Linked DNA regions of Canis lupus: region 1 is linked to region 2. Evidence: chromatin contacts called from public Hi-C data. All regions are on one chromosome and are shown on one strand. Each heading gives the region's core, a stretch centred on a gene start, on an enhancer-like site or on the middle of the called end of the contact. The rest is flanking DNA. Distances are from core to core; before and after follow the strand shown. Region 1 holds the start of WNT5B (protein Wnt-5b). Region 2 overlaps WNT5B (protein Wnt-5b).

Evidence for each region. Hi-C and Micro-C count contacts between places; a contact is called where the count stands out from the background.
Region 1: a Hi-C map of tumor fibroblasts shows a contact between it and region 2, with 4 times the contacts expected there. The contact joins the promoter of WNT5B here to the enhancer-like site in region 2. A contact is called at or near these places in 4 of 9 Hi-C or Micro-C datasets (blood, liver, skin fibroblasts and 1 more).

The regions. Positions count from the first base shown.
Region 1 is chr27:2,469,145-2,474,157 of UU_Cfam_GSD_1.0, reverse strand. It overlaps WNT5B (protein Wnt-5b), which reads left to right and starts at 1,553. Exons shown (of 5, transcript XM_038576338.1): 1 at 1,553-1,613. The coding sequence starts at 1,608.
Region 2 is chr27:2,420,071-2,425,246 of UU_Cfam_GSD_1.0, reverse strand. The region is part of intron 1 of WNT5B (protein Wnt-5b); the gene reads left to right. FBXL14 (F-box/LRR-repeat protein 14) reads right to left here. Exons shown (of 3, transcript XM_038576336.1): 2 at 673-902; 3 at 1-461. The coding sequence ends at 891. Among named protein-coding and RNA genes, the nearest start is that of FBXL14, 5.1 kb to the right of the region's middle. Within about 2 kb of position 2,901, at least 2 of the 20 cell types and tissues checked have an H3K27ac peak or open chromatin away from gene starts, as enhancers often do.

The sequences.
Region 1 (5,013 bases), core at 304-2,803, 50 kb before region 2:
CCTTAGATTATTACTATTGTTTTGTTTTGTTTCCTCACTGTACTGCACTCAAAGGCAATTTCTTTAGCCAGAGTGACCTCTGACTCAGGGAAGAGAGGGGGGTTTCAGAGTGTAAAAAAAAAAGGCATTTGTAGTGCGCACCTCAAACCTTGCTGGCTGCTGTGCCTTGGTACCCTGTTACTAGGTCTGGAACAGGGTCAGCGGCTGGAGCTGGAGCTTGGAACTCCCCGGACAGATCAGCCAGGGGTGCTGTGAGCTAACTTATCAACAGGACTTGGGCACCTCAATAAAAGTATTTAAACATTGATCTGCGCTGAGGCTAAAAACTGGGCCCCTAGGGACTTTTCAGACTACTAGCTCCCTTTAGCGTGCCAATGTTCTGTGCCTCAGTTTCTCCATAAAAAGGAAGGCCAGTATTTCAGCCCACAAGCCATCAGAGAATGCATTTTCCGTGTGGACACAGTTTACTTGGTGTGCCCTGGTCCGCTAGGTTTCCCTATCCCGGGGGTCTCTGCTGGGCGCTGTAGGAGAGGGTGGGGGTCCAGGGCCAGGGTCCCAGGGGGTGCCTTGGGTTTGTAGAGCGGAAATAACAGAGCGCTCTGCTCTGCTTCTCTGCGGGCACTGAAAGGCGAGCGGACGCGTGCGAGCGGCTGATGCCGACGGAACGGCTGTGGCCGAAACCCTCCCGGCTCCCGGCACCTCCCGCTCCGCAGCGCCGAGGTCGGGGCTCCGGGCCGGGGCGCGGGCGGTCCCGAGGGGCTGCTGGACCCGGGGAGTCCCGCAGGTCCTCTGGGGCGACCAGGTCGGTTCCGGGAGGAGCAGGCGGCGGGAGGGCGGCGCGGGAGGACGGGGCGGGGGGCCTCCGGGCGGGGGGGCCGGGGGAGGCCGGGGGGCCGGGGCGGGGCGGGGCGGGGCGGGCGGCAGGAGGCAGGTGCGGAGGTCACGGTCCCGGGGCCGGGGAGGAGCCCTGCGGAGGGGTGTCGCGCGCTCGGCCGGTGGGAAGGAGCGAGCCGGGGCCGGCGCGGCCGCGGGGGCGGGGGCGGGGGCGGGGGCGGGGGCGGGGGCGGGGGAGGCGCGGGGGGCGGGGCGGAGGCGGCGGAGCCCCCGGGATCCACTCGCCCGGCGCCGGCCCCCGCACTCGGAGCCGCGGCCGCCGCCCGCCCCGCCGCCAGCTCGGGGCGGAAACTTCCTCGGGTCCCGCGCTCCGAGGAGAGCGCGCCCCGGGCCCGGCCTCCCTCCCCGCCCGCCGAGCTCGGGGGTCCCGGCGCCGAGCAGGGCACGCGCTGCCGAGGCCGGGGCCGCCGGGGCAGGGGGCGCTCCCGGGCCCCGCGGAGGCTGCCCGCGCGAGTGGGGACGAGCCGGCGCCCGGCGGGACCCCCGGAGCGCAGCGCAGCGCAGCGGAGCGAGGGAGGGAGGGGGGGAGGGGGGTCCGCGCCTGCAGCCCCGCGCCCGGCGGCGGCCGAAGACTGGGGCGCTCGCTGAGAGGAGCAGGCGGGGTCCCCCGGGCGCCCCCGGAGGCCGGGCCCCCGACCGCGCGCAGCCGGGCCGAGCCGAGCCGAGCCGAGCCGAGCGGCCACCGGAGCCGCGGGCCCGCGGGGCGGCGGGACATGCAGGTAAGCGCCGGCCGCCCGCTGCCGAGGCGCCCCCCGTCCGGGCCCGACCTTCCCGCAGCGGCAGCGGCAGCGGCGCGGGGGCGGGGGCGGGGGCGGGGGCGGCCGCGAACAAAGCGGGGGCGGGGGGCTGTGGGCGAGCGTGCGGGGCTGGGCGCCCAGGGCGGGCGAGGGCGGGCGGGGGGCGGGCAGGTAGCCCGGCCCGGCGCGCGCACCCCCGCAGCCCCGCACCCCCGCAGCCCCGCAGCCCCGCACCCCCGCACCCCTGCACCCCCGCACCCCCGCAGCCCCGGGACGGGCCCCGCGCGAGCCCCTCGCAGCTCCGTTCGCTTTCGCGGGCTTGGCGGGCCCCGCTGGACTCCCGGGCGGGAGGTCTGCGCCCCGCATCGGCGGACTGCAGCGAGGACGCCGTCCAGTTGGGTGCCCGAATCCCTCTGCCTCTGCCTCAGAGCAGGTCCTTTCATTGCTCTTCCGCTCCTCTGCCTCATCCGCCTCTGCCCTGGGAGAAGTGAGAAGTGACCTCTTTCCCCATCTTCTCGTGGAGCCTCCCTCAGTGGCTATTTGGTCATGCACTGTAGTCGGAGCCAAATTTCCTAGAAATTTCCATCCTGCAAATCACTGTGAGAGATGATTCGATGTGCGTGGAGCCGGATTGCTTCTGTTTTGCAAGAGAGAAACTGAAGTGGCTCGGGCGGGGGCGGGGGGGGGTCACCCAGCTGTGAATGGAGGCATCTGCTCTCCACTCTGCCCACCGCCCCCGCCTCGCGGCTTTTGCCACCTGACGGCACTGGCGGCAGCTTTCAGCTACTACCACCCTGGGCAGAGTTTCAGCCTGGTACCTGGAGGAGGAAGGCTCGGGATCATGTTACCAATCCTCTGAACTGCTACAGTCACCCAGGAATGTGCCCACTTGACAGAGAGAGCTGTGATGGGACGCCTGAGCCATGCCCTCCATGTGGGTGCAGAAAACTCTGTGCCAGTTGGGCAGGGCCCAATACCAGCGCTTATGCACACACATGGGTGGAACTGTAGGGTGGCTCCTTCTGTGGCTGGGCCCTAAGGCAACGTAGGGTGCTGGGAGCAGCGGGCACACCCTCAGGAAGCCTGGGGACCCTTTCCCAGGACCCAGCCGCTCCTCCTGCTGTCTGATTCAGATGTGGGCTTATCAAAGGCAGGACTCCGAATCTCAGGCATGGATGAGTGGGTGCCAGGCCCCAAGCTTGTGCCCACACGCCTGTCCAGGCTCAAACACACAAGTCCTGGCAGACATACCAACCTATGAAAGGCTGAGTGGTGGTTTCCCTCCATTTGAAAATAATGTCTGTTCTCTCTTTGACACAGAAGATTTGTGGTTATAAATAGCAAGAAGGAGGTGTGTCTCCTGGGAAGGAAAGGCAATGCTGAGAGACCTCTTTTGCACAATTGCAAGGAGCCATGTAGCTGGGCTCTCCATGGTGATGCCAAGTCCTTGAGTCCAAGGGAAGAGGCAGACTTAACACTAGGTCTCAGCACTAAACTGTGTGGGTGGTGCTGACACCAGGGTAGGAGCTGAATGGAATCAAAGGACCTAAAGAGACAATTTGTGGATGAATACCTAAGGGCAGCCACAGCTCCCTTTCATTTCCTAAAGAAAATCACACAGAGGGCATGTGGCACACTGGGGACAGGTTGGATGGAGGCCTGGGGTTCTGACTGCCAGTAGAGCAGGAGCCAGCCTTGCAGGAGCTTGCTGGCCTTCTTCCATCCATGGACTTCCTACTTTCCCAGGCTCTATTTCTTATATATTTGAGCATGAATATATGAGTGAGGGTGTGTGTGCATTAAGTGTTTGCTCAGGGTGTCTGAAACCAGTCTCCTCTTTAGTCCATTTGGAGGTTGTAATATCTCGAAGGGTGTCTTATTGACTTGAAAAAACTGTTTCCTAAAATTTTTTCTATCCCAAAAGTGTAAGTGAAAGGGCTATTGCCAAATTGCTGGGCGCCATATGCTGTGAAAAGCAGAGTTCTGGGATGGTTATTCACCTGAATATTTCATGCCCCTCCTCCTTACTGCAGTGGCAGTCGGAAGATTTTGTTTGTTTGCTCTTCTTCAAGAAGGGCAGAGGACTAGTTCTAAGTTTTACTTCTAGGATGGTTCTTCTGGTTTCTGGATTGCCACACCTGGCATCTCCAGCAGGGGAGGAAATTTTCATATGAGGTGATAGTTCCAGCCTCCTCTGAAATAGAAACCAACACGTCCACAAAAGCTTGCCTGTTCGCTCTTCTGATTCTGTTCTCCCCAGCTCCTTTTCAAACTACCCGTCCTTTATCTCAGTCTTCTAAATAAGTCTTCCCTCAAACCTCACCTTTGTTCCAGCTCCACCCCTGAATACAATCCTGAGTTTTGGTGGCGGAGGTAGCAGCAGTGGTGGTGGCAGTGGTAGCAGTATAACTCCCTCAGGTCTCCCTCAAGACACACAATGGCACTAATAGAAAGGTCCCCTAGCAGGGAGCAAATATGGGGTCCCCAGCCTTACCTGGGCATCCTTGGCTGGTTTCTACTGAGCATCTCCAAACTGTATGCAGGAGTCCAGAAAAATCCAGCAAGGGGGTTGGGAATAGATACTGTGATGGAGATAAGAAGCTCTGATCGTTTCCAATCTGAGCCACCTTTTAGAGCAAAAATAACCTACGCAACTCTGAGCAGCAGCGTGACCACCGTGCTGGCAGGGCCCTGGGAGCGGGCGTGCTGTTGGGGGCGGGTGGGGGGGGGCAGTTCCTGTTGTACCCTCCCTTCAGCAAGAGGTGCCCCAACCCCAACAGAGTAGATGACTCCCCCAGTGGAGGCCCTGTTTACGTGGCTAAATTTAAACCTCCACCCCCTCCACCCCAATTGGACCCACTGGCTGGCCGTCTGGCCACTTGGGCTGGCTGCTCCAGCAGCATTTCCTGGCTTTGCCCTTGCGGGTGCAGTTGAGTCTTTCTGTGCTGCAGGACTCCTCTTCTAGACTTTCTAAAGTTGGTCTCTCCTCCCTGCTGCACCTGTATGGCTTTCTTCCCAACTCTTGTCCTCCTGGGTGACTTGGAACCTGGCTTGGTACTTGGGGGGGCCCTCAAAGTGCCATGCGCGAAGGGTTCAGGACTCCTAGACTCAGGCTGCCATCAAAGGTCCCCAGGGCCCCTGCTGAGTGGTCATTACCCAGCCCTGCCCGCCAGGCTCTGGGAGCCCCTAAGAGCAAGTGTAGTGCTGGCAGCAGCGCAGTCCTTAAAGGCACAGGGGTGTTTTCTCAGACTTCCTTTTTGCGCCCCCAAACCTCCCAGCCTCCTAAATCCCCACCTAAGTCTCTTCTCCTGAGGTGTTACCTTGAAGGTTATATTGCGAGGGTGGTGGGCGTCGGGGGTCTGGATGCATTGTAGCTTCTGCT
Region 2 (5,176 bases), core at 1,652-4,151:
CACCTTTCTGAAGCCAAGGGATCAGGGTGGTATTTTGCAGTGTCTCAGGGAAAGATCAAAGAACTACCTGCATGTTTGTCACCTTCTGATGTGGTCATTAAACTCTGAAGCAGTCATTGTTCTGATATGCACTCCTCACATCACCCAGGCAAAACCTTTCCAGCTTGTCAAGCCTCTTTCCCCATTTATAAAATTAAATGTATGGTATCAATGAGATTTGTGAAAACAGGCATCTTGAGACAGAAACTGAACACTAAGTCATGCCTAAATTCTTCCAGCAGATTGTGTTCATGTCCCTAACACTGTCTCACAGGCTTCTTTGCTGCTGCAGAAGGACCTCATTCTTCTTTCTTTGTAACTGACACTATTTCCACCATCACAAATAAAAGCAAACTTACAAGTATATGTGGCATTTGTCTTTTAAACAAGTAAAAGTTGAAGAGGAATGAGAGAATAAAAACCTGTCTTCCGGGATCCCTGGGTGGCGCAGCGGTTTGGCGCCTGCCTTTGGCCCAGGGCGCGATCCTGGAGACCCAGGATCGAATCCCACGTCGGGCTCCCGGTGCATGGAGCCTGCTTCTCCCTCTGCCTGTGTCTCTGCCTCTCTCTCTCTCTCACTGTGTGCCTATCATAAATAAATAAAAAAAAAAAAAAAAAAAAAAAAAAAAAAACCTGTCTTCCTTTTTTAAGAAAATAATATGAGCTTTTCTGGGTTAACAAACAGCAAGAATAGGAATTCCCACTTCTATTTGTTTTATTTGCAGGGATGTTTAGCAGAGCCCACGCTAGGGCTGCACAGTTAAGATCTCAAGCTTACTTGCACCTGGAAGACTCGACTTTACATAGTACCAAGTGTGCTGGGTTGGCACAGGCAACTCCACCAGGCAAAATCAGAGCAATCCCTGGAAAAGAGGAAAAGACTGAAACTGATCATTTGTGGACATTTAAATTTACTCACCATCTAGAAATAATTCATTTTCTATCCAAGACCTAAGAGTACACGTTCTTATTCTAGCTGTGCACTTACCTTTGCTAAGTTCTCAATGATTAATGGTTGGCAATGATCCAAATATGAATGTCTTATCTGTTTGATACCATTCACTTTGCAAAATATTTTAACTTGCTATGTTTGAACAAAAATGAGAGACGTAGACTAAGCAAAGAACTGCGTTTGAACATAGCTTTCCAGTGTAGAATCCTGTACTCTGAATTAGTTCATCATAAAGTTTCACCCTTGGGGATCCCCAGGTGGCTCAGTGGTTTGGCGCCTGCCTTCGGCCCCAGGCATGATCCTGGAGTCCCGGGATCCAGTCCGACATTGGGCTCCCTGCATGGAACCTGCTTCTCCTTCTGCCTGTGTCTCTCATGAATAAATAAACAGAATCTTTAAAAAAATAAAATAGGGACGCCTGGGTGGCTCAGCGGTGTAGTGCCTGCCTTCGGCCCAGGGCGTGATCCCGGAGTTCCGGGATCGAGTCCCACATCGGGCTCCCTTCATGGAACCTGCTTCTCCCTCTGCCTGTGTCTCTGCCTCTCTCTCTCTCTCTTTCTCATGAATAAATACGTAAAATCTTTAAAAAATAAAAAATAAATAGTTTCACCCTTCCATCCACAGGGGCTCGGAGGGGCACAAAATTTAGGTCTTGCCCTCTACTAAAGGGATAGAATGACCTGAAAAGGGAATGAGGTGAGCTGCAGAGAAGGGCAACAGGGAGAGGACCACTGGGTGACTTCCCATATATCCTCCCCCTCGGCAGCAGGGCAGCCACCAGCAGAGGCCAGGGGCCCTCCCTTTCAGGGGACTGGCAAGAGACGTTTGTCAGAAGCTGCATGAAGTCCTGGTTTTGTTTTACAAATCTGATCTTTTAATCAAGAGGTTCTTGTGCTTTGGAAATACAGTGGTCCCTGAGGGCCACTACCTTTTCCCCTTTGAACATGTGAGTTCACATTTTCTAAGTCAAAAGTGAAAACGGTTCTGCTTATTCCAAGACCAGCGTCTATGTAGTAAGCACTGCAGGCAACCAGCAGGATTTAGGGGAGAGGCCATGCTTCAATTTACATGTCAAGTGTCATTTTTTAGAAGAAAGTTCTTACCTAAAAGGAGACTCCAATAAAAAAAAAAAAGAAACATTTGCTTTTTCAGGTCTTTGTCATTGAATCATGAAAGAATTTGAATTCTCTTAACTATTGAAAGACATGCTGTAAGTCAGGCAAGCATCCTTATCCCCGTTGCCAAATGTGAGGTGAATCGGGTGCTCCTCCCCTCTTTAGGACTGAGAAGTCCCGTAGGAGGGGGACCACAGCAGGGAGAATCATGCAACACTGCCCAGCATTTGTAGCCGGAGGCCTGTCAGGGCCGTTAGGGGACCGCAGAAACCAACTGAACCCCACCATTGCATTTATAATCTTTTCCAGACAGACTTTAAGGGCTACTGCCCAATGAAACTCAGAAAGGAAAGATGTGTGGAGCCCTTTCCCCACACCCCCCCCCCACAGTTCCTATGAGGTTTATTACCTCTAGGTGAGAAAGTTTACACCAAGTTCCCATTTTGAAATGGTTTTTCACTTCTGAAGTGTCAGCAAATACCTGCACCAGTTTTTTTTCTGCCACTCTAAAAACTGCCCTGAAGTGCCTTTTAACTTTTGTAGCACTCACAAAAATATCAAGTCATTTTCTTTGGTGCTTTTAGTCTTTAAAAGCATTTCTTTCCATTCCAATAGGTATGTGGAGATCGGATCCACCCATATTCCCTTTAAGAGTAAGTGCCCTGTGGCCTGAGCTTGTCTGCACTGTGATCAAACAGATACCACTCATTTCTGTGAAGTCACCTTACTGGGACTCAAGGTATGATCAGTAACTGAACTTTCTCAGGAGAACAGAAGGGAGCAGGACTTTGGAACTGGTCCTGCTTTGCGTCCTGGTTTCCCTCAGTTAGTGGCTGGGTGATTTAAGGCAAGCAGTATGCCTTATCTGGAAATCAGGATACCTGTTTCAACAGGCTGTTTTGAGAACTAAAAGAAATTTACAGATACCATGCAAAGCATACCATGGGTTCTCAACACATTCATTTCTTTCCATCCACAAAGGTTGAGAGATAAACAGTTAACCTTGGCTGATGAAAATAAATGGTTTATTCATGGTTTCCAGAGACACTCCAGATATATTAAGTATACCCAATTCAAGGTTGAGAACAGTAGGCCCGTGACCTTAACTTTCAAACATTAATTTACTGACCTTTAGTCAAGCTTATATTTAGCCTTTCAAGTAAAAAAAAAAAAAAAAAGGGTGGAAAACCCTTATTTTTTTTGTATGAAAGTGAGGAATGTGAGCAGAGTCTGAGACTTAGGAGGTGCTCAAATTTTTATTGACTGAATCTGTACAGTCATGCAGTCTTTTGGAGGAAGAAAAAGTCTAAGAACTTACAGCTTGTGGAGCCTTCATGCATTATAGTGTCAAATGCTAAATTAGAAAGCTGACCCTAATTCCAAGTCCCGACTTACTAGGGTTCACACATTTTCTTTTCTTTTCTTTTCTTTTTTTTTTTTCCAGGCAATAAGCACTGTAACCTAAGAGGGAATAAAGAGATCCACACCTTCCCCCAAGAAAAGGAAGATGGATCTAGTGTCAGGCTCAATTAGACCCAATTGTGATGGCTCTCCAAAAAGGAACAATGTAGCTTTTGTGATATGCTCAAGCAGAAAGCTTGGAAATTTTACAAAACAATCCTACCCCAAGAGAAACTTGGGTTCTAGCTCTCTTCCTGGAAAGAGGTGTCTTTGCAGGAAAGTTTTATACCCCTTACTAGCTCTTGCTGGGATCTGTATTTGTTGTTGTTGTTGTTGTTTTTGGTAAAAAAAAAAAAAATCTCAGAAACTAAGACCTATGTGAAACCAGGAATGTGAATGTGAATTACTCTACTGTTAGAGCATTTATACCCTCTGCCACTTCCGCAGCCCAACCACAGGGCGTTGATCATTTAGTTATTGTCTATCAAAGGGAACTCTTTGCTAGAATTGTTGGTATTCATTTATGTGCCCCGAATTCAGTCTAAGAACCCTCACACCACAGTAGACCCGAGTGGCAAGCTTCAGTGCTGGAAGTGCTTAAAATGCAAATGTGCAAGAACTTCTGGCCAACCTCCCCATCCCCCAGGAAAGTGCTTAAATACAGCGGGGCCTGGAGGAGAATGTTAAAAAGAGGGGCTGAACTGCCTTCCTCCTTTCTACCAGGACCCTCACTCACACTGTGAGATTCAGCATGCATGACTGAGCAAAGTAAGCGAGCAGGCAAGGACAGCGTACAGCGTTCTTTTAACTTTTCTGAACAATGGCTTCAGTTCCCTCCACTCTTCACCATTTCACATCCTCCCCACACCCACTCAAAGTGGAAAGCAACCCATCTTTTCTTCCCCACTTCCACATCTCATGACCCCATTATTCAACAGGACCCCTAGATCTCATTTCCACCCTGGGGGAAATTGTGACTCTTACAGATCTAGTTTTTTAAAAGTTCCATTTCTTTAAATTCCCATGTTGTTGACAGTTCAAAACCAAAAATTATATAAGTCTCCAGTCCAGTCACATTTCTAGAAACACAACATTTAGATGTCAGTAGTAAATCTCTTACAGAATAAATTTTTAACTGTGAGCTTACTTACACCACCTAGGATGCACTGAACTCTATACCTTATTTCCTCTTAGAGTACACAAACAGCACCTCCGACTTTGGCATGTACCCAAACACACACTGCCTTCAAAATAATTCACAGATACAAGGTTTTTTGTTTGTTTTTTTTTTTTTTTCAAAAACATACTTCATATTTCCTCTTTTATTATATAAATATCAGTTTAACCTTTTACTGTAAGAATATAAACGTTTTAAGAGGATCTTTGTTATTATTTATACAAATTCACAAACAGTACAATTAATTGATAAAGGTCTCTGGGTTTCTTTAACTCCATGGTCTCTCTTGTTGCAGTGGAGGATTCTAAAAAAATAAACAAACAAAAACTCCAACAAAAATATACATCCTACTCAAAAGCGATTTTTTTTTAAAGCCACAAGTCCCAACCCCCACCAAAATAAAGAAAGCCATCTATTCCTCCATTTAGAAACTGATTTTTGTAAAACCCACAAACACCCATTTTATTAACAGAGATAAGACAGGAGTTTCAG